Regions from separate parts of the Gossypium hirsutum genome. Here regions 2 and 3 are each linked to region 1. A link is a contact called in public Hi-C data. All regions are on one chromosome and are shown on one strand. Each heading gives the region's core, a stretch centred on a gene start, on an enhancer-like site or on the middle of the called end of the contact. The rest is flanking DNA. Distances are from core to core; before and after follow the strand shown.

The links. Hi-C and Micro-C count contacts between places; a contact is called where the count stands out from the background.
Region 2: a Hi-C map of leaf shows a contact between it and region 1, with 2.3 times the contacts expected there. The contact joins the enhancer-like site here to the promoter of LOC107897746 in region 1. A contact is called at or near these places in 9 of 34 Hi-C or Micro-C datasets (anther, callus, leaf and 2 more).
Region 3: a contact with region 1 is called in a Hi-C map of leaf, with 3 times the contacts expected there. The contact joins the promoter of LOC107905548 here to the promoter of LOC107897746 in region 1. A contact is called at or near these places in 2 of 34 Hi-C or Micro-C datasets (both in leaf).

The regions. Positions count from the first base shown.
Region 1 is chrA11:32,040,949-32,043,458 of Gossypium_hirsutum_v2.1, reverse strand. LOC107897746 (CLK4-associating serine/arginine rich protein) reads right to left here and starts at 1,254. Exons shown (of 13, transcript XM_041081575.1): 1 at 946-1,254; 2 at 823-861; 3 at 580-728; 4 at 339-414. The coding sequence starts at 1,142.
Region 2 is chrA11:31,855,982-31,858,491 of Gossypium_hirsutum_v2.1, reverse strand. It overlaps the pseudogene LOC107958798. Among protein-coding and RNA genes, the nearest start is that of LOC107897706, 8.8 kb to the right of the region's middle. Within about 2 kb of position 1,256, at least 9 of the 9 cell types and tissues checked have an H3K27ac peak or open chromatin away from gene starts, as enhancers often do. A contact at or near this core is called in leaf, where this site is marked.
Region 3 is chrA11:32,188,468-32,190,977 of Gossypium_hirsutum_v2.1, reverse strand. LOC107905548 (transcription factor HEC2) reads left to right here and starts at 1,256. Exons shown (of 1, transcript XM_016832220.1): 1 at 1,256-2,335. The coding sequence starts at 1,415. The coding sequence ends at 2,218.

The DNA of each region.
Region 1 (2,510 bases), core at 5-2,504:
AAATAGCTAAAAATCATATGAGAGAAAGTAAAATGCAAGACAAGTCTATAAATTGGATCTTTTATAAAAACTTAACGCATCTCAACATTTATTCCAAATAGAATAAATCTTGGAAAATACATCTCCTGCAACCACCATCTTATCTCCATGTCTAAGATCACCCTAAAGCCCTATGCAGAATGAAAAAAAAAATTGCAAAGAGCAAGACACTGTTGGAAACTTTTATGCAGATGGCATGCCAATAAATTTTTATTTTTCGGAAAAGCTTTGAGCACCATCACATGCATCACCTATCTTATCAAATCGGCACAAATAGCTGAGAAAAGAATATACTAAACCTGTCTGATTGGAACGGTGCGATTACTTTTGCCTCCATTTCTACATTCACATGTTGTAAACCATCCTCGTCGGTAACTGTCAAAAGATACAAACCTCAGCACATAAAGCTTATTTGAAAACTAATCGCTATTCTTATAACAGACTTTTGCCGTTATAACCAAAAAATAGGAGGGACACGAAACAAACAAAAGTGAACCAAAAACAGAGTTTATCAATTCCAAGAAATAAAAAAGTACCGACATCCTCTACGGCGATGCTTAATTAAATCCCGATAACGCTCGAAATTAACAAACTCTTCTACTTCTTCTTCCTCTTCAGACTTCTCTTGATTCCTAAAATGTCGTGTCCCTGGCTCGCGAATAAAATCAAGAAGAGCTCGGCCATCGAATCTAAAATATAAGCAAATGCTAATCAGTTTAAAAAAAAAGCATCGTCTAAAAGGATCTTAGAAATGAAGATAAATGAGAAATAAAAAATATATACCTATCGATTAAAATATCTTGTTTTCCATTCCAAGGAATCCTGTAAGCAAAAGGAATAAATTTGAGATAATTAATGGAAGGCTAAGAAGGTAATATTTAACCGAAAATTGATAAATTGACTTACAAGCCTTGCTGATCTTGAGTGGCATGATAAAGAGCATCGTCACGGTGGATACGGCAGCGAGAGCCGACGACTTGAATGGATTGTTGAGGGTCGCCGCGTCTTTTGGAAAGGAATATGGCCCGTCTTTGTGCTCTCTTTCGAGCCGCGTCCATCATGTCGTGGACCTTCCTTTCTGATCTCCGAGCTTCGTGCCACATCTCTGATGATAGAATCGGAGTGTCGAAACCCTAAAGAGAGGAGGAGGAAATAAAAAACAACGATCTCTGGATAAATAATCTGTGTGTTAGGTAAGTGGAAAGCTTTGTTTTGTTATGGACCCTTTTTTTTTTCTTTTATGAATAAATGGTCTGTCATTTTATTTGTCCAAAAAGGCCCAACTTTGAGCCTTGAGATTTGGGCTAGTAAGCCCCTTTCGTCTTTCTCTGATTTTTACTCTGGTTAAAAGCTATTTTTATAGATTCATGGTTTCAATGCGAACTTACTTTAAACAAAGTTATATGCGATTATTATTTTATTTACGATAAAATATTAAATTTATACATAATTTTTTAATTTAATGTTTAATTTAATACATAAATTTTGATTTGATGTAATTATATATATGAAATTTCAATTTCAATTCAATTATATACATTTAAATAAATAAATACATACATTTATTTTTTATATTTGATTAATAAAATTATTTGTGTATGCAATATCTCGAACGTAAAACGGTATTAATTTAATAATATTGTTAGTAATTTTTAAAAATAGGATCAAATCAAATTTTTATGTATAAAATCACACAATATTAAAGTTCATGTATGACATTACATATTAAATCAAAATTAATATATAATTTTGATATTTATTATCCCTTCTAGTTAATTTTGTAAAAATATATTTAAAGAATAATAATTAAATAAGGATTTTGTTAACCTGTGTTTTTAAGACTTTTAAAAATATTTTTTTAAGAAAAGAATAACATAGCATTACTTAAGCTATAGCGCGCGTCGTACACATTATAGTTGGCTTTATCAACCATAAAAACAGAATATTGAAATAGACAACATATCATTAAAAAGTTCTAAAACTGACCTTAATCCTAGATGGACTAAAACTATCGTCCTCCTTTGCAAGTGAGTAGTGCATCTATTCCCTTCATATAGATATGTTGCAATCAACTAAGCTAAAATGTCTTCAAAATAGTCCTGCTCAAGCATAATGTTACCAGTTGCAGTACTCTTCATTTGACTAATGACAGACGAGGCATCAAGCTCAATAATTGAGAGATGCTTAAATCCTTTACAAGTAAAACATCATATTGGAGATTGGATTCGATCCCAAACAAAATCTCATTCTCCTCCCTTAATTATTTAAAAAAAATCATATCATAATGCCCATATTTCAACAATCATATTGGTTGCAAAAACTTATAAATGGTGACTACCTGTCACCTGATTGCCTAAAGAAGAGCCATCACAATTCAATGTGTTGAGGCAGTTTTTGAGCAGTGCCAAGACCAATGCCAACCGATGTCTAGCACTACCTACTCAGAAAACTTATCATATTTAAGTTGGAAA
Region 2 (2,510 bases), core at 7-2,506, 180 kb after region 1:
TTGTTTTCATGATTGCAATTTAGTGCTAACCCCTCCATTGCCATAGAGTCGCTGATATGCCTCTTATCACAATTTTAAAGCAATGCACTATCTATTCAACATTCTCTTATCATGATAAAAATGGAAGATTTATAACATCGTTAAGAAATACATAAATTTCATCCAAAACAAACATAGAAAAAGGAAACCATACCTGAGAGTTTGCTCTAAATGATAGACAGACTAAAGATGCTTCAGGGACAGCCAACTTGCTAACATCAACGCCACTTGCATCAAAAATAATCGACAGCTTTGATTTTCTACCATTAGAATATATAACATCCATGGCAGGAAACTTCCTTGCCGCAATTCTAGGAATTAGAATCTTATTTTCCCGTGCAATCTGCAAGAAAAGAAAAAAAACTAACACTTAAAATGTTTACAGAAAGTAACATTAATTTTACTCAGAAATTAGTTGCAATTCAACTAATTTGAACAGATTTGCAAATGATATAACCTATATGTATATAAAAAGAACAAATCAGTTAATACCTTACCACCGTGTTGTTTTAGCTCAACATATCATCAAAATATACTCTATTCAATTCATCAGCACTGCCCTAAATCAAATTAAAACAATTATTTATATTAAATTTCATGGAAAAAAGAGCACGTAACAAAATTTCAATAAATAAACAAAGCTTAAACTTACAGTCTTGCTCGTTCTTTCTCCATTTTTTCCTTGCTTGCAAGCTGCACACACAAGACAAAAAGTTAAAAAGAACTATAACTTAAAAAATCAAATATTTTAGAGTTAAAAAGGGGGAGATGGAGGAATTACCTTGTAAATATCGAAGAAGCGAATGGATGATTTTGAAGCTAAATGTTGAGGAGGTGAAGGGGAAATCTTTGGGTCATGACTTAAGAGGTATTGACAATTTCAAATCGAAGCTCGTGCCCGGTTTATCACTCGGTTTACTGTCAACATTTTCGGATTTCGATTTAGATTTCAATTCCCCTCTAAGAACCCTCTTGCTCTTTCTAACAATCGATGGGATTTATAGATCAAGAAAAAGAAATGGAAGAGAGGAAAAGAAAAACTCTATTTAGAGAAAGAAAAAGAAAGCAGAAAAAAGAGGGCAGAAAAATTGGAAGAGAGAAATATGGAAGGAACGGAGAGAGAAAGTGGGGAGCGTTTCAGGTGAGAAAATAGGAGAGGGCAAAGTGGGGAGAGTTTTTGTGGTGAAGGTCTCCTTCAACATTGAATCAGTAATCGGTGGTGAGTAAACAAAATAGAAATCAGGTAATTTTACTACATAGGCCCCTAATGGAATAACCTCGTAATAGGGTATTCCATTCAACTAAACAGGTATTTAGGGTGGGCCCACAGAATAGGGTTGTAATGGCTATGCCATTACTTTGAACCAAACATGCCGTTAGATTGCCTTGGATATAAAGTATGTTTTTTTAGTTGTCGATGGGCACTAATCCATTGTATCGGTCATTTAATCGTTCTTTAAAGCTCGCTAACCAGAGTTTTGTTTTTAAAAAGCTTAACAGATTAGTGACTTAAATAAAAAATTTTTGAATAATTTAGTGATTATTTTATAATTTTTTAAACTTGAGTGACTAAAATATAAACATACTAATAGTTGAGTGACTTTGGGTGACTTTACCCTTATTTTTATTGATGTTACGCTTTAAATTTTTATTATATTTATTAATGTTTTTTAATTAAACTTAAAATTTATACTTACCTAATATAACTACGACTACTTTTATTAAACGTATACTATGATTTGATAATATCAGTTGTCTAACTTAAAACAATGGTTAAAATGCTTGGGAGCTCCCTATATTAGAGGGACTAAATTAAATTAATCTCTCAATTATTAAATAGATTAATTTAGTTTCTAAACTATTAAAAAATTAAATAAGTCTAAAGTGTAACAAAGTTAACATTTGCAGCATAAAAAATATTTTATTGTTAATTACTATTCAATTCTTAACAAAAAAAATTCATTTCCAGAAACATAATAACTTTAAAAATATTAACTTTATTAAAAAATATTATTATTATTTAAATAACAAATGTTAAATTTATTTTAATTTGGCCATTAATATTATAACAACTAAATTGATATATTTAATGAGAGTAGGATTAATTTAGTATATGTATTTATACAAAAAAAAAAAGAACTAGTATATGTTGATGTAAGATAGTTGGTGAAGAGTTGTTAATTCTATCAGGTAAACCAACCAACTAAAACCCTTTTCGACTTCTACTCAAAAACTCAAAGATCCCATGGAAAGAAAAACACTACCTTTTTTTGTTTGACAACAGTGGAGAATTAACAGTCAAAAGTTAGAGCAGCAGGAAAAAAGATAGTTATGGAGTCTGCTATCAATGGATCTCAAGAGAAAGAAACACATGAAATGAAACTGTTTGCATATGAAGCTGCTTTCGCCATCTTAAATTCCAGACGAAAGTCCTATTGCTTTCTTTTTTTCTCACTTGAATGAATTGATCA
Region 3 (2,510 bases), core at 7-2,506, 150 kb before region 1:
TTTACAATCTGATAAAATTTGAATTTCTATTGCGGCTTTTGTTTTGTTCGTTTCAGAAAGCTGTGTAAAAAAGAGACATCTTTTGGCGAACATCGAAAAATATCAGTGAAATGAAACCAAAAAAAAAACCTGTAGGCTCAGGAAAATGGGACCACTTTCTGAAAATTGTGATTATCTGCTCTGTACTTTTTTTTGAATAACAAGTTGTAATCAAAATACTGTTTTTCTACTAGAAATCAATTTTTTTTTTAATTATCTTTTCAACTCGGTCCCTGGGTAATTTTCTGATATGGTTCCACGAATGTTGAATAAAGTTAGAGGAAAAATGTTGGGTCTGAGAGCCCCCCACATGTGCATTTCACTACTTGTCATGCTTCTCATTTTAAACTACATTAATCTTGACACATTATATTTATACATGCAAATTTCAGAGTAGAGTTAAGTATGAAGCAAACCATGTTTTCACGTCACTTAAAATTTTCTTCACATATGGTGTCCTTCGTGTGACATTTTATTTCCCCTGAATGGATGAAAACTGAAAAGGGCAGGCTGAGGAATGCCAAGCAGTAGCAGTTAGCAACAAAAGAAAATAAATTTCACCCGAAAGGAGAATTTGCGTACTTGCAGTGGAGGTCTGCATCACCGTCACCTTCTAATCCACCTTAAAAAGCGTGCCAAACAGACCCAAACTGTATCTACTGCCACTGCTAATATAATATTATATAAATTGAGATATTGACCTCTCAACCCCACTTCACAGTTACCGGAATCTTTATCCGGTGCCGGAGTCGGGCAACTTCTGAGAAATGTCATGTGACTGTGGGGTTTCATGGTCTTCTTTGGACAAAGTAAAAATAAATAAATAAAGGCAAAAAAGCATGCAAAGCAAGCTCTTTCTTTCGGTACTCAAAGGGTCAGTGTGTAGAAATAAAGTGGTTCATGCATCTTATTTGAGAAAATTCCTTCAATCCAAGCCATTGAATTTGTGGGCCAAAACGCGTGGCTATTCTGATGTTTTACACGTGTTATTAGCTTTGATCCTTTAAGGTTCACTATATAGATCGGATGGTTGATAGGGTCAGCGATTGGAGTTAGTCCCACATAATGGGCGGTCACTATCTAACATCAAATAATCAAATCATAAATGAGGTTTGGCCGAGAGTGGAGTTTCCTATATCATCTTTGCATGAAATTTTACTCTTTTTTTTTAAGAAAAAATGGTCACGAGTTGCTATATAAAGGCCTTTCCACTTCCTTGTTGGACATTGGTGGGTGCTTTTTTATTACACTTTTTAATCTCATCTCCTTATCTCTCTGCACATATCTCCGATTAAAAACCCTAATTCTATAAAAAGCCATTATATATCTTCAGCTCCTTCCCATCCCTCTGCCATTCCGTCTTTCAGTAGATTCAATGGATGTTGACATGGTGAAATCCTCAACAGAAGATGATCACATGGATGTGATGACAATGATGATGCAAATGGAAGAAAAGCTTCCCGATTTCTGTGAGCCTGCTTTCCATACTTCTCCCACGTTATTGCCACCTGAAACCCACTTCTCCAATGGGACTTCAAGCACCACCATCCTTCCCACACTACCCGTTTACCCCAACCCCAATGTTTCTTCCATTAATACATTCATGACCTTGCCTTTTGGCAATGGCAGCAACCCAGTTCAAGAACCCATGACTCCACCTCTTCAACCCCATAATATATGCAGTAGCAACCGCAAGTTCAAATATCCAACTCCTTTCAACAATGCAAATTCATACCCTTCTTCAGTAGATAAGAAGAACTCTATGGCAGCAATGAGGGAGATGATATTCCGTATAGCAGCAATGCAACCTATCCATATAGACCCAGAATCCATCAAGCCTCCAAAAAGAAGAAACGTTAAGATCTCAAAGGATCCTCAGAGCGTGGCCGCCAGGCATAGAAGAGAACGGATAAGCGAGAGGATAAGGATTCTGCAGAGGCTTGTTCCAGGAGGCACCAAAATGGATACAGCTTCAATGTTGGACGAGGCGATTCATTATGTCAAATTTTTGAAGAAACAAGTGCAGTCTTTGGAACAAGCTGCCGTTAACAGGCCGATGGAAGTTGGGATTCCAAGTGCACCAGTGGCTAACATGGGGTACTCTAATTCCCTGGTTAAAGCTTGCCAGCCATCTCATCACCATCATCAAGCTGTGGGCAATATGCAGATGCTTAGATAAAAGATAGAGTTCAGAGTTTTATTGGTTCCTGTAATGGGTAGCCATGATTATGTCTTTGGTTTACTTGTAAAGTGTGAAATTTACTTGTTACTATTAATGCCACAGAGAAGTTCAACTTATGCGTTCATTATCAGATTAAACTTCTGAATATATTCTTTATATCTCTATTGCAGCCACCCCATTCAACCCCGAGAAAAATATCATTTCAATTCATTTCAAACTTAATTTTATCTGCAAAATGATGAAATAAGTCTAAGAATCATTAACTAGGAATTTGATTAGCAAATTGAAA